2 separate regions of the Mus musculus genome follow, and region 2 is linked to region 1. Evidence: chromatin contacts called from public HiCAR-type data. All regions are on one chromosome and are shown on one strand. The core of a region is the stretch at or near the end of the contact, and the rest is flanking DNA. Distances in the headings are between cores, read along the strand shown.

Evidence for each region. HiCAR-type assays count read pairs that join an accessible place to other places.
Region 2: a contact with region 1 is called in a HiCAR-type map of astrocytes, with 5 times the contacts expected there. The contact joins the promoter of Dpy19l2 here to the promoter of Bmper in region 1. A contact is called at or near these places in 1 of 39 promoter capture datasets (hippocampal neurons) and 1 of 115 datasets of contacts at active chromatin or transcription factors (astrocytes).

The regions. Positions count from the first base shown.
Region 1 is chr9:23,219,265-23,226,381 of GRCm38.p6, forward strand. It overlaps Bmper (BMP-binding endothelial regulator), which reads left to right and starts at 3,812. Exons shown (of 15, transcript NM_028472.2): 1 at 3,812-4,509; 2 at 5,494-5,579. The coding sequence starts at 4,377.
Region 2 is chr9:24,691,910-24,699,026 of GRCm38.p6, forward strand. Dpy19l2 (dpy-19-like 2 (C. elegans)) reads right to left here and starts at 4,384. Exons shown (of 22, transcript NM_001166207.1): 1 at 3,873-4,384; 2 at 47-71. The coding sequence starts at 4,254.

The DNA of each region.
Region 1 (7,117 bases), core at 2,562-5,061:
TGGGTCAGGGCCAGGTGGTAAAGGAATCACATTTATTACAGTATTGAGTCAAACTGAAATAAAACGAGTAAACAAAGCAATGGTTTTGTTATTTCAGGGCAATTGGTGTTTTTAAAAGTTCTGGTATTATCAGTTTATCCTAAAGCATTGCTTTGTGTATGGGCATGCTGTGAAGGATGCAGTTCTTATGGTGACAAGATATGGGGAAAATGCTTCTGTGCAAAAGGATCCGGCTAATGATCAAATGATTGAGTTTTTATCATGCTTTTTCAAAGCCTTTGACATTTGGGAGTTACAGGAAATCCTACTACTATAATCTATAAGACAACTCATGGCTTCCATGGGTCCCAGCCACTCTGAAAGATGAGTAACAAAAGCACTCCAGTAGGCAACCTAGAAGTCAGCACAGTCCCTAAACATTGTAGTCAGGTGACCTGAGAATAAAATCACCGTTCCGCTAGGGACACATGGGAGTGTCCAGGATTTTTATGGTGTCAAACAACTCATATATTTGGGTCCAGTTCAGTTCCATAAATATTTAAGTAACTATTGTGCCAGCACCATAACTTTCATTTGCATCATATCTGAAATATCCCATGGCCTCTTCCTGTAATTCCCATGACTCATCATCCAAGAAGGCAGAGCATCTGTAATGGGAAGTGCCATGTTTACCAGCCGGCAGAAGCCTGCTAATGGGCTCTGCCACTATCACGCCCTGTGGCCCTGGCACACCCTGTCTCTCTTAGCTCTTAGCCTTCTCACCCTTTGACCACAGCGCCTCCTGTGTGTCAGGCAACTGCTCTGCCACTGAGCCACTCTGACAGCCTAGACATTTGACTTTCAAGGTAAAGCTGAAGAAGTCCATTGTATGCTCTGAGATCTTTAGTGCTTCAAACCAAACCAAACCAAACCAAACCAAACCAAACCAAACCAAACCAAACCAAACCAAACCAAACCTCCTCAGGAGTATTTTCAATTTTATCCTAGCAAGAATCAGATGGCTATCAATAAAGAGGTTGAGAAATAATAAATCTGTGGGCACAATCCATACTGCTGTTCCAAACCCTTTTGGAGATATAAAAATGATACTTTCCAAAGTTACCAAATATCCAGAGCATTAACCATGCCTGCAAAAACAACCTCTCTTCTAAGGAAATGTGCCCTGGGCTGTTCACATTCTCCACAGTCTCTAAGTTTGCCCCATCAGATTAGGGCCTTTGTGGATCAGTCCTTCACCATTTTCAGTTTACCCAGGCAGGTGCCATCTGTGAGTGCAACCCTCCTACACTTACGGACAATTAGTGCTTGCTGTCACAGGCTCTTCTGTTCACTTTGGAGAGGTCTGGTTTCTCTGCTGTGGAGAAGGTGAGCTGATTTCTGGAAGTTTCTTGAAACTCCTGAATTGCATGTTCAGTGCATTTTTCGGTGGGAATTGAGGCTGTGATTTGAGAGGTGTGAGAATGCCTTAAGACATATCTCCTGTTACATGTGGCCAGGTCACATGCTTATTTCATGGAGCAAGGACTGAGACTTTGCAGATCTGGGCCTAGGCTAGGCCCTGAGTTTGGGCCCCATTACCTCCTTACCCATAAACAATGTCAGAAGTCAAGGCAAACATCCCTACCCTACCTTGTTTTTCTCCTTTGGATTCCAGCCAATATTTGGGACTTTGATAGGTTCCTCCTCCTTCCCCTCCCCCTCCTTCTCTTCTTCTTCCTCCTCTTTGTCTTCCCTCTTTCCTTCCCCCATATCTCTTCTTGTGTGACCCTGGAATATCTCAGCTTGGCTTAGGGACCAGTTGGCAGCTGAGAGAGTTTGCTACTCTGGAGTAACAATACCAATAGTTGCATGGGGGTTGCAGGAGTCCCCGATGAGCCTTTGGGGATAGCTTGCTCTTTCTGAAATGGAGGTCACTGTGAGCTGTGATATAGGAAGAGCTGAGTTTCCAGAGGCTTCTGTCCACCTTCTCATTCACAACTTCAAGGCTGGTGAAAAGGTTTCCCGTTTTTTTCCCTAGCCACCCATAGTAGAAATGCCACACACATAGAGGGTAGAAGTCCCCACCCCCTAAAAAAATTAGTCATGCACACTGAGGAGACAGGCCAAGGGAGGCAAGTCAGAGGGGCAGGCATGCTCTTCAGGTGTCTTGCAGTTTTGTAGTGCACATGTAGCCAAGTCTACAGACATCTGAGGGAACACTGGGTCTCCTAGGATCTCCAAAAATTCATGTTCCTTACCTGAATTATAAAGGTTACATTTATCTAGAGACTTTATTGAAGGAGAATCATTTTAGAGAGCAGGGACAGTGGTTCCTACTGAATGTACTTTTCTGTGGCAATTATTATTTTTTAACTTTTAGGTTTTCTTCTAATTAGTTCTTATGGGAAGTAAAACTCTGTCTCTGTCTCTCTCTCTCTCTGTGTATACAGTTTGACATTTCTGTAGACTCAGGGAGTCAGCGAAACATTCAATCAACACTTTGACTTTCAAGGCATCTAGCCATGGTGTTATTTGGGGGAAACATGTAACCACATTGTCTCTTGTCTCTTTTAATTTAAATTTTACACAAAATCTGTTTTGAGAGGGAAATGGAGCATGCTAAGCTAATGACAGCGTTCCTTCCTCCCACTTGTCCACGTCACAGAGATGTGGTCCTTGTGTTGGGATGTTGGCCACGATGCACTCACTAAAAGCACCCTTTAAATCTCTAGAAAAAAACAAATGAGCATGCGGATGGCAGGCAGGGGCAGGTAAATGTGGTGACATTAGAGGAGTGTATCTGAGGACTGTCAAAGGAGTTTCTCACTACAGCTACAAATGCTACCTAAAACTGGCCAGAGACTAGGGGAAAACTAGGCTTGTCAGCAATTAGAGTTTGGATCCACAAGGCGCTTCAGGAACTAATGTGGGGTGGGCACCTGCTGGCTGGCTGTTCTTCGTGTGGGTGGGAGCATGTGATCACAGTAGGCTCCAAAGAAGGCTAGCTGATCATTGGTTCCAAGCACCTTTCACTCTCACCTGGCACCTTCCCAATGTAGTTATAAAAATTCTCTTTTCTAGATTAGCACCCCTTTTGAGTAGAGCCAGGCACTGCTTGGCGGGTGCGTGTAGGGCGGGTGTGTGTGTGTGTGGGGGGGGCAGGACGTGGGAGGGATGCTGGGACTCAGCGGGTACCGGGTGGCGGGGCGAGGGGATCAAAGACCGAGACTGGGGGACATCAGGGCCGCCCAAGCAAGAAACGCTGCAGGGTAGCGGCTGCCACCGCGTGCCCTGCTGGGCGGCCGCCGCGAAGGCGGCCTGCGTGGAGATTAGCGGCAGCGGTCCCTCCCTGGCCCGCGAGTGAATGAATGATTAGTCTAACGCACCTCCCTGGCCCGGGCAGCTCCGGCTGGGAAGGGCGGAGTCTGAGCCACCGATCCACGCTTTAAGGGAGAAAGGCTCTGGCCGTTGTGCGTGCATTAGCCGACCCTTTCTGTCGCTCCAACTTCTGTCCTCCCTAATGTCAGGCCCACAGAGGCATAAGCACAGGAACCTGATCTCCAAGGTCACTCGTCCCTCTGTCCCCTCAGCCTCGTGAGTCCCCCGCCTTTGCCCGAGGGAGTCAAAGGGCTGTGGAAAGTTGAGGGACCCTCCTGCATTCGATCCGTGGCTCCTTCCGAAGCTGGGGCAGCGGGAAGCGCCGGGTCTTCTGCTCCGGGCGCTAGCGGGTAGTGGCATCCCTGCTGGGGGCGGCTCCTCTGCGCGGGAGGAGGCGGTGCGCAGGGCGCTGGAGACGCGCCTTCCAGGCTCCGGCAGCGCCCCGGGGCCGGTGGCCGGGGCTGGGCTAGACCGCCTGGCTGGGCGTTCGCGTGCGCCGCTGTCGCTTCTGAGCCGGCATAGCTCCGGCGCCAGGATCGTAGTCCCTCGTGCGACCCTGCGGATTCCGCGCAGAGCCTAGTACGCCCCTCGGTCCCGCACGGAGCAAGCGCGCGGGCCGGACACCGCGCTCGGGGGCCGGGCCGGAGCTGCGCGTGCGGGAGCCGGAGCTCAGCCGGGCTCCAGAGCTGCGAGCGCACTCGGCAGTCGCCGCCGCCGCTCCCCAGATCCCGCCGCTCAGCCACCCCTCCTCCCGGCCCAGCTCTGGCGCGGAGGGGCTGACGGCTAACCCGCTGAGAGCAACTCCCTTAGAAAAAAGCCGCCGCATTGGCCGAGGCTGGCCGCAGGACCCCTCCTCCCGGGGCGCCCCCACTCCTCCCCCGCCGCTCCGGGCGCCCGCCTCCCTCAGCCGACTGTCTCCCGGCACGCCGGCCCACAGCCCTTTTGACTGCGAGCAGCGGCTGCCGAGCAGAGGCGGCGACGCGGGACCTGCAGTCGCCCGGGATTCCCTCCAGGTGACGATGCTCTGGTTCTTCAGCGTCAGGGCTCTGGCTGAGCGTCCTTGCCGACGCTCGCCTGGGATTACCTGCTGCGTCTTGCTGCTGCTCAATTGCTCCGGGGTCCCCATGTCTCTGGCTTCCTCCTTCCTGACAGGTAGGGGGGTGGGGGCGGGAGGGACCAGTCCTCCGGGACTCTGGGTGGTTTCTTGGGAGAAGAGGCACTGGCAGACCGGGGATGAGAGGACGAGGAACGCGCACCTTGCCTGACTCTCGCGGGCGGTGGGGATGCGGAGAAGCCTAGAGAAAAGGGATGGGAAGGCTATGAAGAGGTAGAGAGATGGGGGACTGAGAGACTGCTACCTTTGACAGAGTGCTAATAGGCACCCTGCTATATGAAGTTGGGAAATTCCTTGATTTATATTTAATCTTTTTTCCCCAATCCTTGTTTTAATCGTAGCCACTCTTGTGCAATTAAGGAAAAGACCGCGCCGTTTCCCGCACATCCTCTTTTCTCAACACCATAGGATTCCAATAAATCCACGGTGCTAGGCAGCATCTTTAAAACATGACTTTCCAGACCTTGAATGTAAAGAAGCGATCTTATTTTTAAAGGTTACTAATAGCATGATATGATAATTACAGGTTTTCAGGCAGGTGAAGACCTCGGCTTCTATTTTGAAGGACATGCTTTACTGACACCTGGTGCAGAAAAGAGAATATTTTAAAGAGGAAAGAGATTGCGCTTCAAAAAGTGATTGCATTTCAACCCACAACAGTTGGCAGATCCACCTGAAAGGCCCGTTCTTTGACACAGTCCTGAATTTCGTTCAAATTTAAAATCTTCCCTAGTGCCTAGTTTGGTGTGTTAGTCCATGTGCAGTTGAGATATCTTTCAGAGCACTAGTGGTATTAAATATGTGCTTAAATCAACTGAAAACAGAAAACCGATCTATATACCGAAGTATTGACTTAAAAAAAACCATGTTAAGTAAAACTATTTAAAATAGATTTGAAGAAACTTGTTTGTGGTGCATTTGAAACACTATATAATTCCAATTACTAGCTTAAGAAGGTAAGGTTTTATAATAACACCACTAAGCAAGATTTAAAATTAAAAGTATTTTTATCTTCATTTCAGGGTCTGTTGCAAAATGTGAAAATGAAGGGGAGGTCCTCCAAATTCCATTTATCACAGACAACCCTTGCATAATGTGTGTGTGTTTGGTAAGTGTACGGGTCAGGTAAAATAAACTTAACTGCTGTCATGGACAAGGTTCATTTGTCAAACCTGACAGAATAGCTGTCTTAAAATTGATTTTGATCATTACCAAATTGCACATTGCTTAAGCATCGAATTTAGTTGCACTTTCTAGTTTTATGAATTTGGGCAATTTCTAATATCACATCAGGCTGAGAATTCTTATCTTTGACGTCACTGTTGTACAAGTAAACTTGAGATGGACTTTGTACAACATTGTTTTGGGAAAGCTGCAGTTTGGAATGCATGCTACTACAATGAAGTCATAGATATCATGACCACTTAGTTTTCTACACTGGTTCTATCTTCCCGGCTCAGCAGGGAAATGCTGAATAGCATTTTAGATACAGAGGTCAAGGATAAGATATGGGAGAAGGGAGGAGGTGGCTGCCATAAAGGACAGACCCAGGACAAGATGTCATCTTGGATTGATTTCTTGAATTTCTTGGCCTGCTGTGGCTGAAGCTCTGTTAAACAAGCGTCTTTTCTGGCTAGGAAGCTCAGGTCAGGACCAGCGATCCCTCCTTAGTGGAGAGTGTCACTTGGCTATGAGATGCTTAGTGCTGCCAGTGGCTAGTGGATTATTTTAGCTTAAGCTACCGATAATTCTGATAGACACTTGGAGAAGATGAAGTTGTACTAAAAAAGACTTTCTGAAAGACATAGAGTTCCACAAAGAGTACTATTTTTGCTGAAGAGTGTTCCACATGCCATTTACTTTTGGCAAACCTTGGTTAAAATCATGCATCCATAAAATCCAGTTGGAAGTGCTCTAAGGCCTTCAAGGGCAGACTCCTGAAGTGATGGGTGGATGAAGGCTTGTTATCCAATCAGCATACAGAACTACAGGGTATCTATCTCTATTCAGACAAAAGCTGCGCTATCTGTATATAAAGGACGCAGACTCCTTTGTCACAAGAGATGAGGCCAACGTTAAGAAGTGATAAATGAGTCTGTGCTTGCATCAAATGATTATCAGGCTCTGGACTGAAGAAATCAACAGAAGCAAATGACAATGTTTTTCATTGGCTGTGACAATAAGCATTGAAGTCTAATAAAAAGTGTTCTTTTGTGTCTATGAGCTGCTATGTTAACCATCTTTACTAAAGAACTTGCTGGAAATAAGTTCTGAGTTTAAAATTTGCCTTAGTTACAGATTCACAAGTGTAGCATGTGAATGTGGTCTTATCCTTCCTTTATCTGTACTATGGGAATAAGGAGTTTTATTCCATTCTTAACATTTCAGCAGAAATTATCCCAAGTGATAGGACAATATCCTGAGAGCTCTACACGTGCACAGTTGTTTTTCTCTTTGGTGATGCTATTGTTTGTGAAGTTTAAATGTGTATTTTGACTTTTGGGGCAATGTTAACAAGTGATATGATGAAACACTTCCCAGATAGCATTTTCCCTTTCTAGCCTTCTTAGCCCCGTGGTAGATAGTGCTTTTCTTTCATTGTGGAGACTTAGTAATATGGAAATTGATATCAGAGTTATTTGTTAT
Region 2 (7,117 bases), core at 3,134-5,633, 1.5 Mb after region 1:
AACCTATATATTTCTATGTATTTCAAGTCGAGACAAAAAACCTTACCAGTGCAAAATCCCCACAAAGATAGCTGGAAGAGAAGAGAAAAAAGGGAAGTCATTAAAAACTGCGTTGTTATTTAATGCCTTTAAAATAAGCACGTCAACTGCACTGCACACCTAGAGCTTACTCAGCTGATGGCCAGCTGCTTCTGTCTACCCGGACCAGAAAAACAGCCGAGAAGGATGTGAATCAGATGGAGCCATGTATATCTGCAGGTGGGAAGGACCCAGCTACTTTAGACACTCTCTTAGACCATTTTGAGAATAGAGATGGCTTGATATTATTGTAATCTTTCAGTACGATTCCCTGTTGTTTCTTATTCTCTCTTTCCTTTATATAAAAAAAAAAATTTTAAAGCACATATACTATGCCCAGGTAAGATTCTTTCAGAACAGACTCTGGCTTACAGAAACCAGCCTAGAACACTGTCCCTTGCACACCTCAGAATACTGTAAAGTGCAGGAAATCACTTGTTTAGCCACATACTTGCAAGCTAAGTTGTGCTTTCCAGGTCCTGAGGAACTGCCAGCTCCTGTACGGGGGCCCCTGGATCTAGACAACCCAAGGGCCAAAATGAGTCCCTGGTTGAGGCTCCCAGGGAATGAGGACCAGGTCCAGTTCCCTGTTGTTCTGGGTGTGCAGCTCCCTGCAGAACTACAAACATAGTGACCAGGAGGCTGTCTGTTTGCAAGGACATCATGGAGCTGACAGCAAGGATGGGGCTGGGGACAGAACAAACTAAATGCTGCCAAGTCCTGCTGCTTACAGAGACCCATTGGCTCTTCCTGAATGAGTGCCCTTTCATCGCAAAAGCTTTCACTAATTTCCAAACTTTGAAGAAGTTGATTTTGATCCTGTCCTTGCTGTCATGGAAAGGTTACCTCACTCAGCTATTGCAGAACTCCCACAGAGACTTTGTAGTAGGACTCAAAGTCTTACCCTATGGCTGCCCCAAGATCACTTGACAAGATACTTCAATACAACCTTCCTAAAATACCTTTTAAAAAAAGCTATTCATCTGGGCTAACAGAATAAATGCAAAACAACCCAATGCAGAAACATAAAATTGTCATGTTGAAATCCCTAACACAACTCCTCTTTGCCTATATAACTGGGATATGCTGGGCTCATCTTAAATTCCTCTCAGATTTGCTTAAATCAGCATGGGCAAAGTATAACCTATGATCTGTTTTTTTGTAATATCCTCAAACTAAAAATGTTCTTTATATTTTAGAAAGGTTATAAAAACGATGATCAATAGAGACTACGCCATCCCTCACAGAAACCAAATGCAAATGCCCTCTGCACCACTCTGAAATGAAACCCTCACCTGAACAAAACTGTTCTGAGATGAAGTTTATACAATAATGACAGAGGTTGTTCTATTTGACTATATCTATTTCTTCTTCCCCAGTCTTGATATATACTGGGAAATATTTAAAACTACATTTTAAAATAAAAAGATGGAGGAAATGGCTTGAGGGTATGACAGAGTCCTGCAAGCCTGAGGACCTAAGTTCAGATCCCCCGGACCCATGTGACAAAGCCAGGTGTGGCTACATATTCTATAAACCAAGTTTAGGAGGCCATGACAAGCAGATTCTGAAAGGTTGCTGGTCAGTTAACCTAGACAGAATGATTATATTTCATTGGGGAACCTATCTCAAGCAAGTGAGATAGAGAGTGACAGAAAATCACAGCCTGGCTGAGTAGTGTGCATACCCCATAGTCACGTGCATGAGCAAGTGCACACGCACACACAGCCAAATCTGTGACCAATCCATCTATCATTCTAAAGATCCTCAAAACCTGTTGCTGTCTCTCATCACCTTCTGGACCACCTCCCACCCAAGGTCTATTTATGTATAGCTCAGCTTTCCTTTCCCACTTGTCTATTCAAGTTAACCTTAAAAAGTTGCCCACTTTTAAGTATCTGATATCTTCCTTTTTCCTTTCTGTTTAGTGGTGCTTAGCTTGGGAATCTCTCCTTGCAGTCCAATGCTTCTGCTTTCGCTTAGAAGTGAATGATGCTCAATCCACAATCCCCACTCCCTTCCTGCCTCTGCTGCTCCTCCTCAGTCTCCCTGGCTGCCCTCTTCATCAGTGTCTTCTACCCATTCCCGTGCCACTGTCATTGAGAGCGTGGAAGCCTGCTCCTAGTACGAATTATCCATCTATTCTTTCTCAGCCCATCTCCAGTCCACAGTAGACACTTCAACCCTCACACTCTCAAACGCACACTCTGATCAAGCAGCCTTCCAAGGTTGAAAGACTCATTGCCAACATCACTTAGCTACCAAGTGCCATGGACGGTTCTCATTAACGTGAACAAATCATGTCTTAAATATATATATATATATATATATATATATATATATATAATGCTATTTTTATATAAAGTGCACATTTTATGTTATAGTAGCTCATTAAAAAGTTTCAAAGAGAACAGCCTTCCCAGGGAATAGCACACCACCTGGTTATCTGGTATCAAATGGTTAGCTCTGAAAACATATGCATCCAAGTAACATTATATGGACTGAGAAGGTTGTATTTATGGACTTAGGTATCAGTGTGTGTGTAACATTTAAAGAAGGAGGAGAGTAAGGGAAATGCATGAGAGGGTGAGGGAAGAAGAAGGGGAGGATAGAAATGATGTGATTTTATTAAAATCTAGGATTAAAACGTAATTTAAAAAGAAAGAAAAGAATCCATGCCTTCACACGGAATGAGTTCAAATCCCTCACACCCAGTTCTGAGCTGGACTGCTCCCCACAGCCTCCTCCTTCTACTAGACTTTGTTCTTACACCATGCTGTCTTACTGTTAGGACCTGGATCCTGCCCTTCTGTAAGCATCACACACACATCCCCCACTTAACAGCCCCACACATCCAAACACTAGCCCTTTCCTAAAACTCAGGTTCTATCCTTTTCTAAAAGTCCTCTCTGATACAGCATCTTACATCCACTCTAAAGTATTAACTGTCTCTCCTGAACATTCACTCAGTAATGTGAGCTATTATTTCACTAGCCGCTCAGGGGTAACTCCTGCGTGTAACTCTTGGAACACTGGAACTTGGACTTGGGAAAACAATCCATGTTGATTGTGGACTTGGCGTGGGTCTGCTGGCATAAACATCAGATGGAAATCTAAATATGAATTTCAACTCTTCCTTAATTACTGCTGTTAGCACTTCAATGTGGCAACTCATCTTATTTTTACATCAGCATTCAAATAGGTCAGGATGGGAGGAGGTGACAACAACTTGAATTGAAGTGTTTATATCAGCAGCTAGGCTCAAATACCAGACAACAGCAATATTTGAGTTACAGTAGAAAGCTACAGAAAATTAGAGGAATAAATGGAAGAAGTGCGAAGCCCCCTCCCCCACCCTGAGTTGCTCAGCAGGATGGAAATAAGTGCCTGTCAGCAGGTTTAACATATCTACCCTCCTCCTTCCTCCACTATTGGTGATCTCAGCTAAGGACCTTTTATTTCAAAAAACGAAGAAACCTAATTCCATCCAGATAGTAGACAACCTCTTCTACGCTCTGATTAGGATAACTTTTTGTTGGCGTGTAGGTGACCACTAAGTTGGAAAATCTCGCAAAAAAAAAAAAAAAAAAAAAAAAAAAAAAAAAAAGTTTAAAACAAGAACTAGAAGTCTGAGAATTCCTGGCATGCAATTCTCAGATCTCGCCACCAACTCATCCAACAATCCAAACACTAGTGGACCAAATCTCCAAGACCCAAACAAACCCTTCAAGTCTCTACGCTGGGAGAAAAACCCTGCACAGCCTCGGCTGGAACACTGAGCAGACTCGGCTCACCTAGGCCAAAGAGGGTCCTGTGGGAGAACCGATGCATCTGCAGTGCCTGCACCTTTTCGCGAAAGTGGTCCAGGAGAGTGAAGAGGAATTGGAAGCGGTTAAGAAGAAGGAGCTTGGCGACCTCTTCCAGCTGAAAGTAATTTTGTGCGTTCAGACTTTGGATCCTCCGCGCCGCGTAGTTGCGAGCACCCGAGGGCAGTTTCCTGCCGCCTAGGAGGAAATGCTGCAGCAACGACCACTTCGTTCTCTCCTGGGGCGCGCTTCGCTCCTGCTGGGGCTCCATGGTCGCTGCGCTCCACCTCCTCCTCGCCTGCCCCGTGCAGGAGGATTGTGGCCTGTCGGAGCTCCCTTCCCTGAGCTTACTCCTTGTCGGCCCCACCATCTTCTCATAGCCCGTGATCAGGTGGATGGAGCTGGATCACCGCTGGGCAATGTCCGGGGGGCGGACACACCACCAGGCAGCCTCAACGACCAGCCACCGTTGCGGGCAGCCTCGTCGTCATGGCGACCGTGAAACAAGGATGGCGAGCGTGCAGTCTAGGCAATCTTGCGCTGTCCACGTGCAGCCCAGCCCGCGCGCCCCTGAGCAGGACTTGCAAGAGGTGTAGCCTTCCCCAGGGTCTGGGCGTTGGAGTTCGCCTAGGTTTTCCCCTACAGGACAGAGCTCTTTGGTTAAGTAACATTGTTCTAACAAAATCGCTCAGTTTCTGGCCAGAAGGACGGTTGAGCTCAGAGTGTTCAACAACTCCTAAACAAGAAGCCGCCCTGAACCAAAGAAAGCCAGTCCTGACCTTGCATTCTCTATAGAGGACTATAAAGGCCACCACCACGTTCCAGGTCTTATGTCAGTCTGTTTGGCTGCAGTAAACCCCATTTTGGTTTAGGACTTCTTGAGCTCCCTAACACCCACAATCGCCTTGCCTACCTTGCCTATCTCTGAACACAGATCTTCCCGTTGTTGCAAGTGAGACCCACATCAGGAACCCCGCCCCCCTTCCTGCCCTTCCCTTCCTCCCTCACCCTCCACAAATCCATGCCTCCCCATGGTTTGTCCAGCCGTTTCTTCTGCCTTCTACTCCTGGCCCGTTTTTCTAGTCCGCATTATTTGAGAGCTCACTGGAAGTTCTATTCATCTGCTCCCTGATCTAAATAAACACATGTGAAACAAGTAAGTGCTGTTGCTATCAATTTGTTGTTTTGTAAGATTTTTCTCAAGCGGCATTTCTGCATTCCTGGCACTGTTTGCTGTTTAAGATGTTTTATTCTTCAGTGCATACGAAACAGAAGACCACAAATAGGGTGCTTTGCTCACATTTTGAACAGGTTGTACATTTTGTTTGCCCATCTTTGAGTTTAAAATACATGGTATTGGTGTTTGGCAAACACACACACACACAAAATGTACAATTGAGACATCTTAACTCTGTAGTCCAGATTGATCTCAAACTCCTTCCTTTCTCAGCCTCTCTATCCTAGGATTATAAGTTTTGGCACCATATTCACTTGGCAGAACTCTATTCTTAAATGAATACACAGTGTCTAAATGGAAATCTTATCTTTAGTGTAAGCATTTTAATTCTGTATTTTGTAGCAATCAAGGAAGCATGGGGATTACTGCCACACCCACTCCAGTGAAGTCTGTGTGGCAAGCCCAAAAGCATGGACGCAGCCCTGGGGCAAAAAGTTTCACAGAAACTTAGTCTCCTGGAGTCTTGGCATCCCATAGCATGAATGCTCCAAACTTGTCCTTGCGTTAGTCAGTGCATGGACAGTGCACTTTCTTTCAGTATTGTTTTATTATAGGTGTCTCCAAGCAATGATTTGTCAGATACCTTAAGTTAGATTAAACTTTGCTTCCTGGCTTTCACCAATGTCCTAGGCAGCCCTTCAGCCCACCCTGGGCTTGGAATTTTATAAGAATGTTACCTATTCCGATGAATTGCCTCTAGTATTGAAAGAGAGATAGTAGAAGAAATCAGGTATTACTATCTACTACATAGAGTTAGAAATTTCAGGGCAAGCTTAGCAAAGTAAGTTTAGAATTCTTGTTATAGTTATGTATGGCAGACTACATTACTTAATAGAAGAAAGTCCCCCACAAAATCACTTAGAATAACAGCCGAGTCATTCCAGTGTACAGGAATTTACAATGGTTTAGGAAGAAGATGGGGTTGCGGTTTAAGGAGGAACTAGAGTGTTGCATTATTCATGAGAAGGCTAGCTAGAGCAGAACTCCCTAGCACATACTTTCACTAGCCCAGAGGAATAGCATAGTTAGGTATTTACTAAGAGCTGGCTGGTGGTGGATTAAACAATGAATCAGAATTAGAACTATGGCTTGGGCATGAAAGCCCTTGCCCCAGGAGCTCAACGACCTCACACCTGGCTTCTAAGAATATAGCTGACCTTAGATAGAGCTGACTTTGTCTCAGTTGTTGCATTGCCTAGTTCCTGCTGGTCTTTATGTATGTATCCTTCTGTTTTGTAGTCATTAAGCATCGGGTAACCTCAATGTACCTTGGCTGATGTGTCACCCAACTTCTTCTGTAATATAAGTCTGATGATCACTTTCAGAAATTACATTCAGATCAACACTCCCTTATGTTTGACTCTGTCACCCTGCAGACTCCTTGCCTACCTGGGTACCAGGACCCTGATTATCCCGCGGGTTGAGGGGCTGACTGAGTCCAGTCTGTGTCAATTACCTCTTCCTTGCTTGTTAACTTTTCCCTGTACTTTCTTTCCCTTGTCCGTGAAGCATATAGGGACCTATGGCCCATCCTTAAAAGTAAAATCTAGTCCCTCTCACCCTTTAAAAATACTTTTATGTGGATATTCATTGTGCTATTAATTGTTATCAATAAAATATTAGAAATAGTCTCAACATCAAGTACTAAGTTCTAGAATTACTCATGGCATGCAGCATCGGGGCCATTAATTCATTTTTGAGTGAATAGTTAGTGATAATAGAAAATATTTCCTATTAGTGTTAAAGGAAAAATAAACATGATGTGTTTCCTGAATCTAGTCCAATATATAGTGGTATATGAGGTTTTAATGTCAACTCATCACCTGAGTAGGGAACCCTGAGGAACTGTCCTTAAATTAGTCCCAAAACTCTTCAATTTAGCTTCAGAAAAAATTCTTAGAACAAGGCAGAAATCAGCCACATTCTTTGCTAAAATATCACAAGAATAGACTTAACATCTAAGTTGCTAATATTGTTCCCCTCTGAAATCTCTTGA